2 separate regions of the Pan troglodytes genome follow, and region 1 is linked to region 2. The links are chromatin contacts, called in public HiChIP or PLAC-seq maps. All regions are on one chromosome and are shown on one strand. The core of a region is the stretch at or near the end of the contact, and the rest is flanking DNA. Distances in the headings are between cores, read along the strand shown. Region 1 holds the start of INO80 (INO80 complex ATPase subunit). Region 2 holds the start of VPS18 (VPS18 core subunit of CORVET and HOPS complexes).

Region 1 (6,238 bases), core at 3,098-5,597, 220 kb before region 2:
CAACCTCCACCTCCTGGGTTCAAGTGATTCTCCTGCCTCAGCCTCCCGAGTATGTGGGATTACAGGCATGTGCCACCACGCCTGGCTCATTTTTTGTATTTTTAGTAGAGATGGGATTTCATCATGTTGGCCAGGCTGGTCTTGAACTCCTGATCTCAGGTGATCCACCGACCATGGCCACCCAAAGTGCTAGGATTATAAGCATGAGCCACCGTGCCTGGCCACAACAGTACAATTTCTTTCTTTCTTTTCTTTTTTTTTTTGACATGGAGTTTCACTCTTTATGCCCAGGCTGGAACGCAGTGGCACGATCTCAGCTCACTGCAACCTCTGCCTCCTGGGTTCAAGCGATTCTCCTGCCTCAGCCTCTCGAGTAGCTGGGATTACAGGCATGCGCAACCATGCCCAGCTAATTTTGTATTTTTAGTAGAGACAGGGTTTCTCCATGTTGGTCAGGCTGGTCTTGAACTCCCAACCTCAGGTGATCTGCCCACCTCGGCCTCCCAAACTGCTAGGATTACAGGTGTGAGCCACTGCGCCTGGCCAATAGTACAATTTCTAAGATGAGGAAGTCAGCATTGATACAATACTACGAACTACATTAAAAAACTTATACAAGTGTCGTAAGTTTTTCCACTGATGTCCAGTTTCTGTTCCAGGTTCCCTCCTAGGACTCCACATTGCATTTACTTGTTATTTCTCCTTGGTCTGTAGGTCTGTAAGGGTCCTTGGGTCTTTCCTTGTCTTTCATGACCTTGATGGTTTTGAAGAGTATTGATCAATTATTTTGTGGTAAGTCTCTGAATTTGAAATAGTGTGGTGTTTTCTCATGAATGGAATGTGGTTATGAATTTTGGTAAGAATACCACAGAAATTATGTTGGGTCTTTCTCAATGCAAAATATCAAGGGGTTCGGGACGTAAACATGTCTTATTACTTGTTTACCTTAATTGGTTGGTTAAGGTGGTTTCTGCTGAGTTTCACCACTATAAAGTTACTGTCTTTCCCTTTGTGCTAAAATGTATCTTGGGTGAGACACTTTGAATCTGTGCAAATTCTGTTTCACAGCAAATTTTTAACCACTAATTTAGCATTCCTTAGTGGATCTTGTCTGCAGCAGTGATTGCTGAAGTGTTTGTCTAATGGTGAGTTTTGTTATCCCTCATTCCTTCCACATTTACTAAAATCCTACTCTAAGAAAGCATTCTTTTCTTCTTTCTTCTCTTCTCATTTATTTATATTAGTATTTGTATCAGATATTTACTTATATCGGCATGAATATTAAAATTAATATATATGGGTCATCTGTGGTTCATGATCCAATGCTATTATGATTTACTTTGTTGCCTTGGCCATTAGGAGTTCTTTCAGGTTGCCTTCTGTGGTTTCTGTTTTTTTTTTTTTTGAAACAGAGTTTGCAGTTGTCACCCATGCTGGAAACTTTGCCATTTCTGCCTCAATCCTGCTACATAATTCCCATTCCTTCCCTTCTTTCATTCTCCTCATGTAAGAAATCAATCACATTAGTTCCTGGTTAAAACTTTTTAAAAAAATTTTGTTTGAGATGGAGTCTCGCTCTGTCGCCCAGGCTGGAGTTCAGTGGCGTGATCTCGGCTCACTGCAAGCTCTGCCTCCCAGGTTCACGCCATTCTCCTGCCTCAGCCTCCTGAGTAGCTGGGACTACAGGCGCCTGCCACCATGCCCGGCTAATTTTTTTGTATTTTTTTTTAGTAGAGACGGGGTTTCACCGCGATAGACAGGATGGTCTCGATCTCCTGACCTCGTGATCTGCCAGCCTCGGCCTCCCAAAGTGCTGGGATTACAGGCGTGTGTGACAAAATGGTGTAGCATTTGCATATCACCTACACATCCTCCCATATACTTTAAATCATCTCTAGATTACTTATAATACCCAATACAATGCAAATGTTATGCAAATAATTATAGTGTATTTTGAAATGAGTTATTTATTTTTTGAACATTTGGTAGAAATGGGGTCTTCTTTTGTTGCCCAAGCCAATCTGTAACTCCTGGCTTCAAGTGACACTTTGGCTCAGCCTCTCAAAGTGCTGGGGATTACAGGTGTATGCCACTGAGCCCAGCCTATTTTTTGAGTATTTTTGATTTGCTGTTGGTTGAATCCATGGATATTGAACCCGCAGATATAAGGGCCAATTATATATCATACTTTTGCCTTTAAGCATTTTTTTTTTAAAGACAGTCTTACTCTGTTGCCCAGGCTGGAGTGCAATGGCTAGATCTCCGCTCACTGCAACCTCCGCCTCCGGGGTTCAAGCGATTCCCCTGCCTCAGCCTCCTGAGTAGCTGGGGGGATTACAGGCGCGCGCCATCATGCCCAGCTAATTTTTGTATTTTTAGTAGAGACAGGGTTTCAAGGTTGGTCAGGCTGGTCTCAAACTCCTGACCTCGTGATCTGCCTGCCTAGGCCTCCCAAAGTACTGGGATTACAGGCGTGAGCCACCGTGCCTGGCCATGCATTCAAGCAAATTTAACTCTTGTTTTTTTTTCTTGAGGCAGAGTCTCGCTCTGTCCCAGGGTGTACAGTGGCTCAGTCTCGGCTCACTGCAACCCCTGCCTCCCAGGTTCAAGAGATTCTCCTGCCTCAGACTCCCGAGTAGCTGGGATTACAGGTGCCCGCCACCACGCCCGGCTAATCTTTTTTTTTTTTCTTCAGTAGAGACGAGGTTTCACCATGTTGGCCAGGCTGGTCTCAAACTCCCGACCTCAAGTGATCCATCCGCCTCAGCCTCCCAAAGTGCCGGGATTACACGCGTGAGCTACCGCGCCTGGCTTGGAAATGTAACTTTTTCTTTTTGAGATGGATTTTTTTTTTTCTTTTTGATACGGAATTTCGCTCTTGCTGCCCAGGCTGGAGTGCAATGGTGCGATCTCGGCTCACTGTAACCTCCGCCTCCCAGGTTCAAGCGATTCTCCTGCCTCAGGCTCCCAAGTAGCTGGACTACAGGCACCCGCCACCACGCCCGGCTAATTTTTGTATTTTTAGTAGAGATGGGGTTTCACCATATTGGTCAGGCTGGTCTCAAACTCCTGACCTCAGGTGATTCGCCCACCTGACCTCCCAAAGTGCTGGGATTACAGGCGTGTGGCACTGCACGCTGCCACAAATTTAACTTTTTAAAGGTCAGTTAACTCAGCACAAGAAGGCTACTTGATGACCTTAATAAAGTACTTTTTAGTTAAATGCTAAGGGCCAGGTTAAAATGGATTAAAGAATGAGACCCAAAGGAACTGAATTAACAGCATATTTAACTTTCAGTAAGTTCTAATTCTTATCTACACCTAGGCCTTACCCTAGGCAATTCTCACCACACATCCTGGTAGTTGGGTCGATTACATTTATTATGTTGTCTTTTTTGTAGAGACGGGGTCTCGCTATGTTGACCAGTCTGATGGACTGCTCTGAGACGTTTGGCCTGAGGTGATCCTTCCAGGCAGGAGGATCACTTCAGGCCAGGAGACTGGGAACCAGCCCAGTAGACTGGGCAACATAGCGAGACCCCAAGTTTAGTAAATGTGGGTGGCGGTGGACTCAAATTGTAGAATTGGCACAGGTAAAAGCAATTATTCGCTTTTCAGAGGCACACTGTGTGGATGTGAGAACAGGCTGGCATTTCCGATAACAGGTCTGCGTGTTCCCAAGTCCTTGTATCCCACAACCTTCACATAGACATCTTATCTAACTATGCTGTCCTACCTAACCTATAGCGTTCTTGCTCCCAGAGTCTAAATGGGAGCCCCAAACTAATAACTGTATAGTAGTCGAACTACACACCAGGCACTTCCCCGACAATCTACAACCCCATCCAAAGGGGTCAGAAACTAGTAACAAAATACCAGCTGCGAGCCTCTCCTTCCCCTAAAGAGATCTTATCAACTTGGCTGCACCTTCCCACTTCTAGCCTGCGGGAACAAATATCCCAGGATCCCGGGCGGTTTCGATTGACGTTACTTCCGGGAAAAGTAACCTTGCATCGGCGGTTGCGGGCCTGGAAAGCTCTCGCGACATTTTCTCCTGCGAGATCTGCTTGCTCACTGTAGCGATGACATCCTCCTCCTCCTCCCCGCCGCCTTTCGGCAATCTTCGCCAGTCCCAGTCCCGACCAATCTGTACTCAGATGGCATGGATCAGGGTCTCCCCTCGAACCCCGGTTCGCACGGGGCGTCAGGTGGCAGCGGCGGGGTGCGAGCTGCGCGAGGCCGACGGCAGCGGCACTACGGGTGGCCACGGGCAGGGGATGAGCAGTGAGTGTGGGCGGGGTGGGGGTAAGCCACCCGTGTAGCGGCTCGATTGTTCTGGCCTGGCTATGGCGCCTCTCCTCCCCCCCGCCATGGCTCCCCGTGTCCCTGCTCCGCTCCTCTCAGTGAGTGAAAGTGGCCGCCGCCGCCGCCGGCCCAGCGCCCGCAGCCGCCTCAGCGCCGCCGCCATCTTGGGGTCCCAGGAGCCGCGGAGGGAGCGAGCTAGGAGCGTCCACGCCCAACGCAGTCACCGTCCCACGGCCTCAGAGAGCGAACCGCGGCTCCACCGTCGGCGGGGCGACCCCCCCCTCCGGACCCCGCCCGCACCCCGCCCCCCCTCCGCCGCCGTCGCGGCGGCGGGGCCAGGCGGCCCGAGGTGAGGCAACTAGACGTGGGCGGGCGAACGGAGTGGGGGTTGTGTAGGTCTTGTTGCGCCCCTCTCTGCGGGCGACAACTGGGCCGCGTCTTAAAGGGGCCGTCGCCCCCGGCCCTTGGATTTGTTGGGGTTAGTATGGAGGATGGGTGTGGACACTCCCCGCAGGGTTGGGACCTCAGGGACTAGGGCCTTGTCCTTCCCGTTTCATATCTCTGGAGACCCGGGGTCATGCGGTGACCTCAGCCACCTGAGGAAGCCCGTGGGGCGCCCACACGTGGGGAGTGTGTTAGATCAGGTGCACGTGGGACCCGGTGGGGCGGTGTCGGGCTAACACGTGTGTAGGTTTGGGGGTGGGCAGGGGCAGGGCGGAGGCTGGAAGGCCTTGAGTGGGAACCCCGTGAAGGTTGTATATCTGTCATTTTAAACAAATGAGATCTAAGGGCTTGTTAGTGTGTCATTTTGTAAGGGGCAAGTTGAGATACGGTTGAATGGTGCACGCTGCTGGCTGGTGTTGGGTGGGGGCAGGCTGACACCTGCATAGACTTGGGAGTGTCTAGATGACACCTCTTCTGGTTTTTTAGGTTTTTACATAGCGACTAGGAAAGTGTCATCCTATTTTGACATTCCTTCTTGAGCTCGCTAATGAAAAGTACTACTTCCGTAATCTCCGAGGCTAGAAGCCCCCTACAGTTTAGGAATGACAGCCTAGGAAGCCACTTACTATTCTAGTTAACAGCCAACTGTGCCTGGAATTCTTTGATTCACACACTGTCTCTAGTTTGATGTACTTGTTAGAAATGGGGGAAGGAATTTGGAGGTTGACCTGGCTAACGTCACAGGTTACTTTTCCAGTCAGTGACTTTCATTATTTCCTCCACAACAAAATTATTGTGGCTTTTCAGTGGCAACTTAAATTAAATAGTAGCTTTATTGAAATATGATTCAAATACCAAAAAATTCCGCTTTTTAAAGCGTATAATTAAGTAATTTTCTAAAACTATATTTATTAAATTCTGTAGCCATCAACCACTATTTAATTCATCACCCTAAAAGAGAATCTCTAGAAGCCATTTAGCAGTCACTCCCCATTCCCCCTCCCTCCAGCCTCAGGTAACTATTAATATATTTTTTGCCTAAATTTACCTAAAAAAAGAAACATATGTATCTTTCTTTGCCTAGTTTGTTTCACTTAACATGGTGTTTTCAAGGTTCATCCGTGTTGTAGCACGTATCAGTACTTAATTCCTTTTTTTTTTTTTTTTTTTTTGAGACTGAGTCTCGCTCTGTCGTCCAGGCTGGAGTGCAGTGGCGGGGTCCCGACTCACTGCGACCTCCGCCTCCCAGGTTCAAGCACTTCTCGTGCCTCAGCCTCCCGAGTAGCTGGGATTACAGGCGGCTGCCACCACACCCGGCTAATTTTTGTATTTTTAGTAGAAACGGGGTTTCACCATGTTGGCTAGGCCGGTCTCGAACTCCTGACCTCAAGTGATCCGCCTGCCTTGGCCTCCCACAGTGCTGGGATTATAGGCATGAGCCACCGCACATGGCCTCATTTGCTTTTAATGCCAAATAATATTCTGTTCT
Region 2 (6,699 bases), core at 801-3,300:
CTAGGGCAGCCGGGCTGCAAGACGGCCGAGCGGGACAGCGAGTTCTCGTACTCATCCAGGATGGACGCCATGGTGCCCGGCCTCTGGGCTCTTTGTCCGGGGCCTGGGGATTACAAAAGGGCTACCCCCCCGGGGTCCCCGTCGCCCCAGAATGGAAGCTGTAACTCCCCAGCCTCTGACAGATCCTGGGAACCTGCAGCCGTCGCCTCCTCTTTAAAATCCTGAGGATCCTCTTGCTCTTGCCTTATGCAGCGAGATAATAGGGCAGCCCTCGTCCTTGAATCTGGCGCAGTCTTGCACCCTACTCCCCGCCCCCGCTACAAAAAAATCACAGGCTCCCTTCAGCCGGTGCCAGGTGATCCCAACCTCGCCCCGGCAGCTCAGCTGACTCCCGCCCCCGTGACGCGGGCCTAAAACGTAACTTCCGGGTTCTCAGAGCCCCGCGTACGCTGGCGCACAACGTCGCCAGGCCAGCCAGCAGAAGGCGAGACGAGGGCTGAGGGCTGGGCGCGTGGCGAGTGCTGCTGAACACAAGCCCCGCCCCCAGGATCCTGCTGCAGTTCCGAGCTTTGACACCAGGAGGCAATCCCGGCTTTCTCAGCCGGCCTTCCCCACCCGCCCCGCGCCGCCCAGTTTTGGCTTTCGTGCCCAAGCTCCGCTCCCTCGGGTGGTCTGTCCAGCCTCCCTGACCAGCTCCCGCTCCCGCCTCTCTAAACGGCCTCGGGGAACCTCCCGTTCCTCAATCCAATCGCTGTCTCTATCCCACCGTCACAGGGCACACGCAGACAAGTCCTGGCCACTCTTCTCCCTTACCCAAACGCCCCCCAGCTTCCAGGAGACCGCAGAGCTGGTGGCCAGGCTAGTGGGAAGCCCTGTGCCAGGAACCGCCCTGACCTGCCCCACAGTGGCTCCTTGGCTCAGGGTTGCTGGGCCGCTTCCATTCACTCATTCACCAAAATGTGGTTGAGCACTTACTCTGTGCCAGGCCTTGGGCTGAGCGCTGGGGTCACAGAGATGAGGACAGCCCCTCCCCGCCCTGGAAAAGGTCGTAAGCCAGCAGGGGCGCTGGACCCGTAAACAGACCATTCATACTAGAAAAGCAAGTGATGGATTATCCATCAGGCACTTACTCCACGAATGAGCGTCCACTCTGTGCCAAGCACTGTTCCAGGCTCTGGGGACGTGGCAGAGAACAAGACGGAAAATGTCTCTTGCCTGGTGGGGCGTACCCAGCGACGTGGCCACGGCACTGAGAGCGTGAAGGAGCGGGGAACAAATACCTGCCAAGCCTAGCAAGAACGAGGGACAAGTGGGAGCAAGCGTGAAGGCGTGGGCCGCCCAGCCTGAGGTGGAGAGGGGAGTCCTCAGCCAGGGACCTGCGAGGGCTGGGGCGCGACTGTGGTTGGGTTTTCCTCTCTCACCTGCTTAGGCGACCCAGATGGAGTCTGTTCCCTTCTGGGGCCCTTGGATTCTACCTTGCTAAAGTGGAAGGCTCTAGACTAGGGTGGCCACCGTCCTGGCTCTGCTGGGCGGCCCCCGCCTAACAACTAAGAGCATCCCTTTGCTCTCAGAAGTTTCCAGGTTTGCACCATACCTTATGTGGTTGGGTTACTCTTGCTCAACTTCCTGGCCACGTGCGGAGAACTGTGACTCTCACCAGCCCCACTGAGGGCTATCTGGGCTCTCTGGCTTGGAGGGGCACTAGTCCTGGGGCAGGTGACAGGTATGCCGTCCAGGCTCATTTCCCTTCGCACCAGGGTCCTGCTTCTCTTGACCAAGCCTGCAGCCTCAATGCAGCCTTCCCACCTGAGGTTGCCAGGTCCGAGGAGGGAAGTGCAGGAGCAGGACAATAGGCAGGAGGCTTCCTCTAAGAAAAGTGATCCCAGACAGGGAGCTGCCCTGCTCCATACATAACACTTCACCCCCAGGTCACCTGCCATCTGCCCTCAGGTCTGGACTGTGCAGAGGGTTGTCCCTGCTGCACGGAGCCCATTAGCAGTTGGAGGTCAGCATAGGAGTGCTGCCTTAGGGACACAGAGTACTTCCAGCTATGGCCTCAGGGACCCCAGCACCCCATTGTTGGGCTCCATGGCTCTCCGGGATGTATGGGATAGGCCTGGGTGGACCCTGTTTGTGGCAGACTCAGTACAGTCTCCCTTATGCGTTGATTACCACAGTGCATTTCCACCTACTGTTTCTTCAGTTCTTAGGCTGGACTTTGGATTCTTTGAGAGCCACAGAATCAGTGTGGCAGTTGCAATGAGACAGGTAAGGGATGACTGCTAGGGCATCAAAAGAGAGGATTCCTGTATGAAAGCAGCTGAATTTGACCCAAGACTTGAAGTGCATGTATGATCTCCAAGGGCAAGCTGTATCTCTTATCCCTGCCCAGCCACTTGCTAGCTGTGACACTGCACAGTTGATGCTCTTAGCTTCAGTTTCCTCATCTACAGAGACAAATACCTACCTAGTAGGTCTGTGCTGAGAAGTAAATGAGGGATCCACGTGAAAGCTCACTGCTATAGTATAATGCCCAACATGGAGCATGTGCTTAATAAACTCTAAATGTGACTTTCATCTGACAGTCTCTCTCAAGTCCTCCTCCTTCCTGAAGCCTCTCTGGATCCCTCAGAACTCTTTTTAGAGATGGGATCTTGCTCTGTCACCCAGGCTGGAGTGCAGTGATGTGATCATAGCTCATCTAAACACCTGGGCTCAAACCATTCTCCTGTCTCAGCCTTCCCAGTAGCTGGGATTACAGGTGCGAGCCACTGCACCCAGCTGGCTTTTCTTATTCTGGCCATTTGGGGGCCCCTAATGATGCAGTGTGGACATTTTGCTTTGATAGAAACTGCAGGAAATAACCCAGTGATTTCTGAGCATGAAGATACAGAGGTGCCTTAGGGAACTCACAGCTAGAGACATACGCACCAGCCTCTAGTCCTCAGAGTCATTGTAGCAGTTACCATGAGACAGGTAACAGGTGACTGCTAAGCCAATGAGAGAGAGGATCTGTGTAAGAAAGCAGTTGAATTTGACCTAAGACTTGAAGAGCATGTAGGACCTCTAAGGGCAAAAAGAGAAGGTATTATGCAGTCCTCAAGAAAACCAAGAGCAGGGCTGAGCACGGTGGCTCACACCTGTAATTCCAGCACTTTGGGAGGCTAAGGTGGGAGGATCACTTGAGTCCAGTAGTTTGAGACCAGCCTAGCCAACATGGCAAAACCCCATCTCTATTAAAAATACAAAAACTAGCCAGGTGTGGTGGTGCATGCCTGTGGTCCCAGCTACTCGGGAGGCTAAGGCAGGAGAATCGCTTCAACCTGGGAGGCAGAGGTTGCAGTGAACCAAGGTTGTGCCACTACACTACAGCCTGGGTGACAGAGTGAGACTCTGCCTCAAAAAAAGAAAAACAGAAAGCAAAGAAGGAAGGAAAAAGGAAAGGAAAGGAAAAGAAAACAGCAATGGCCTGCAAGCAGTGTGATTTTGGGGTACAACGCTGGAGTGCTAGGGAGTGGAGGGAATGAGGCGGGCTGTGGCCAGGTTGCAAAGTTATTCAATGGGCCATGGGAAGGTTTTGGTTGGGGTTGAGAGAGTATATGATGTGGGTTCTGGAAAAATGGGTGGTGGCTTAGGTGGAGATCCCCTCAGAGCAGATGAGACCCGAGCAGAGGCAAAGGAGAAGCAGTGAGGACCCAAACAGGAGAAAGAACATAGGCTGGGGAGAACTTTCCGAAGAAGGGCCCCCAGGACTTGGTGTCAAGTTAGATTTGAGAAGTGACAGAAGAGTGCAGGATGACTCCTGGGGAGACCTGGCAGATGGTGGCAGTGACATAATGGTCAAGGAGGAGGATCCCGGTGAAGAGGGGTAGGGTCACTTGATTGAGCTCAGCCTGGACAGTGGCACATGAGACAACTGCAGGGCACTCCCTGGAGGAGCCCAGACCATGGGCAAACTCTTCCAGGACACTCACTAACTCACTCATAAACAGTTGTTAAAAGTTGCATGAATGAGCTCTCTCATGTCTCAGTTTCTATATTTGTAAGGTGAGTATTGTGAGTATAATAGCATATTATGCAAATCACCCAAAGCTGTGCCTCAATACAAAATGCTCTATACAAGTTAACTACCAGTAGTAATTGTTGACTTAGTTAAGACCAAGATTAAAAGGAATGATTTAATTGACTTAATTAAAAATAAATTTTCTGGTTGGGTGCAGTGGCTCACCCCTGTAATCCCAGCAGTTTGGGAGGCTGAGGCAGGAGGATCACTTGAGTCCAGGAGTTCAAGACTAGCCTGGGCAACATAGTGAGAACTTGTCTCTATTAAAAAAAAAAAAAAAAAGATTTTCTGTTTGAAATAATTTAAAATTTACAGGCCGGGCGCAGTGGCTCACGCCTGTAATCCCAGCACTTTGGGAGGCCGAAGCGGGCGGATCACAAGGTCAGGAGATCGAGACCATGCTGTCTAACATGGTGAAACCCTGTCTCTACTAAAAATACAAAAAAAATTAGCCGGGCGTGGTGGCGGGCGCCTGTAGTCCCAGCTGCTCAGGAGGCTGAGGCAAGAGAATGGCGTGAACCCGGGAGGCGGAGCTTGCAGTGAGCCAAGATCGTGCCACTGCACTCCAGCCTGGGCGACAGAGTGAGACTCTGTCTCAAAAAAATAAATAAATAAAATAAAATAAAATTTACAGAAAAATTGAGAAGATAGTTCAGAGAGTTCCTATATATCTCATGTGCAGTCTCCTTTAGTATGAATATCTTACATTAGTATGGTGCCATCGTTAAAATTAATGAACCAATATTGACATATTATTATTAACTAAAGTTCATACTCTATTCAAATTTCCTTAGTGTTTTTTTTTTCTTTCTTTCTTTTTAGACAGGGTCTCACTCTGTAGCCCAGGCTATAGTGCACTGGCTCAATCATGGCTCACTGCAGCCTTTTTTTGTTTTGTTTTGTTTTGAGACAGAGTCTCGCTCTGTCACCCAGCCTGGAGTGCAGTAGCTTGATGCGGCTCACTGCAACTTCCACCTCCCAGGTTCAAGCGATTCTCCTGCCTCAGCCTCCCGAGTAGCTGGGATTACAGGCATGTGCCACCATGCCCAACTAATTTTTGTATTTTTAGTAGAGATGGGGTTTCACCATGTTGGCCAGGCTGGTCTTGAGCTCCTGATCTCAGGCGATCCACCCGCCTCGGCCTCCCAAAGTGCTGGAATTACAGGTGTGAGCTACCAGGACCGGCCTGACAGCCTTGACCTCCTGGGCTCAAGCGATCCTCTTGCCTCAGCCCCTCAAGTAGCGTGGACTACAGGTGCACACCACCATGCCCAGCTAATTTTTGTATTTTTTTTGTAGAGAGATGGTTTTCCCATGTTGCCCAGGCTGGTCTTGAACTTCTAAGCTTAAGCTACCTGCCTGCTTTGGGCTCCCAAAGTGCTGGGATTACAGGTGTGAGCCAACGTGCCCAGCCCTTAGTTTGAATGCCCTTTTTCTGGAACAGGATCTCATCCAGCATTCCACACTACATTCTCATCATACTAAATGAAGGTGCATATCAGCTTGACTTAACACTATTGATCTTACTCTTGATTACCTGGCTGAAGGAGTGTTCTTCAGGATTCTCAAATGTAGTGTTTTTTTTTCACCCCTTTCCTATTTATTTATATCAGTAGAGAATTATGGACATTTTTTTCTTTTTTCCCTTTTTATTTATTTATTATTTATTCTTTTTTTGAGACTGAGTCTCACTCTGTTGGCCAGGCTGGAGTGCAGTGGTGCAATCTCGGCTCACAGCAACCCCCGCCTCCTGGGTTCAAGCAATTCTCCTGTCTCAGCCTCCCAAGTAGCTGGGATTACAGGCGTGTGCCACCACACCTGACTAATTTTTGTATTTTTAGTAGAGACGGGGTTTCACCATGTTGGCCAGGCTGGTCTCGAACTCCTGACCTCAAGTGATCCACTCACCTTGGCCTCCCAAAGTACTGGGTTTACAGGCATGAGCCACCGCTCCAGGTCTATTTTTATTTATTTATTTTTAACTTCCAGAACCCACCAATACTACTTTATATTATTACTCAGATTGTTCCTGTTTGGGCCACTAGAGTCTCTCTTTTTTATTTTATTTTATTTATTATTATTATTTTTTTGAGACGGAGTCTGGCTCTGTCACCAGACTGGAGTGCAGTGGTGCAATCTTGGCTCACTGCAACCTCTGCTTCCCTGGTTCAAGTAATTCTCCTGCCTGAGCCTCGTGAGTAGCTGGGACTACAAGGGCGCACCACCACGCCCAGCTAATTTTTGTATTTTTAGTAGAGACGGGTTTCACCATGTTGGCCAGGATGGTCTCGATCTCCTGACCTTGTGATCTGCCCGCCTTGGCCTCCCAAAGTGCTGGGATTACGGGCATCAGCCACTGCGCCCTGCCGGAGGCTCTTTCATTGATGCCTGTGTCCATTTGAAGTACAGCAGTTCCCCCTTATCTGTAGTTTTGCTTTCTGGGCTTTCAGTTGCCTGCAGTCAATAGCAGTCTGAAATAGGTGTGGATAATAGAATAATATGTTTTGAGAGAGTGAGAACACATTCACCTAACTTTTATTTATTTATTTATTTTTGAGATGGAGTCTTGATCTGTTGCCCAGGCTAGAGTGCTATGGTGCAATCTCGGCTCACTGCAACCTCCACTTCCTGGGTTC

The links. HiChIP or PLAC-seq counts read pairs in DNA pulled down with a chosen protein or histone mark.
Region 1: an H3K4me3 HiChIP or PLAC-seq map of stem cell-derived excitatory neurons shows a contact between it and region 2, with 3 times the contacts expected there. The contact joins the promoter of INO80 here to the promoter of VPS18 in region 2. A contact is called at or near these places in 1 of 7 Hi-C or Micro-C datasets (stem cell-derived neural progenitor cells) and 1 of 1 datasets of contacts at active chromatin or transcription factors (stem cell-derived excitatory neurons).

The regions. Positions count from the first base shown.
Region 1 is chr16:33,084,854-33,091,091 of NHGRI_mPanTro3-v2.0_pri, reverse strand. It overlaps INO80 (INO80 complex ATPase subunit), which reads left to right and starts at 4,347. Exons shown (of 36, transcript XM_510320.6): 1 at 4,347-4,654.
Region 2 is chr16:32,859,120-32,865,818 of NHGRI_mPanTro3-v2.0_pri, reverse strand. VPS18 (VPS18 core subunit of CORVET and HOPS complexes) reads right to left here and starts at 2,050. Exons shown (of 5, transcript XM_523187.7): 1 at 1-2,050. The coding sequence starts at 71.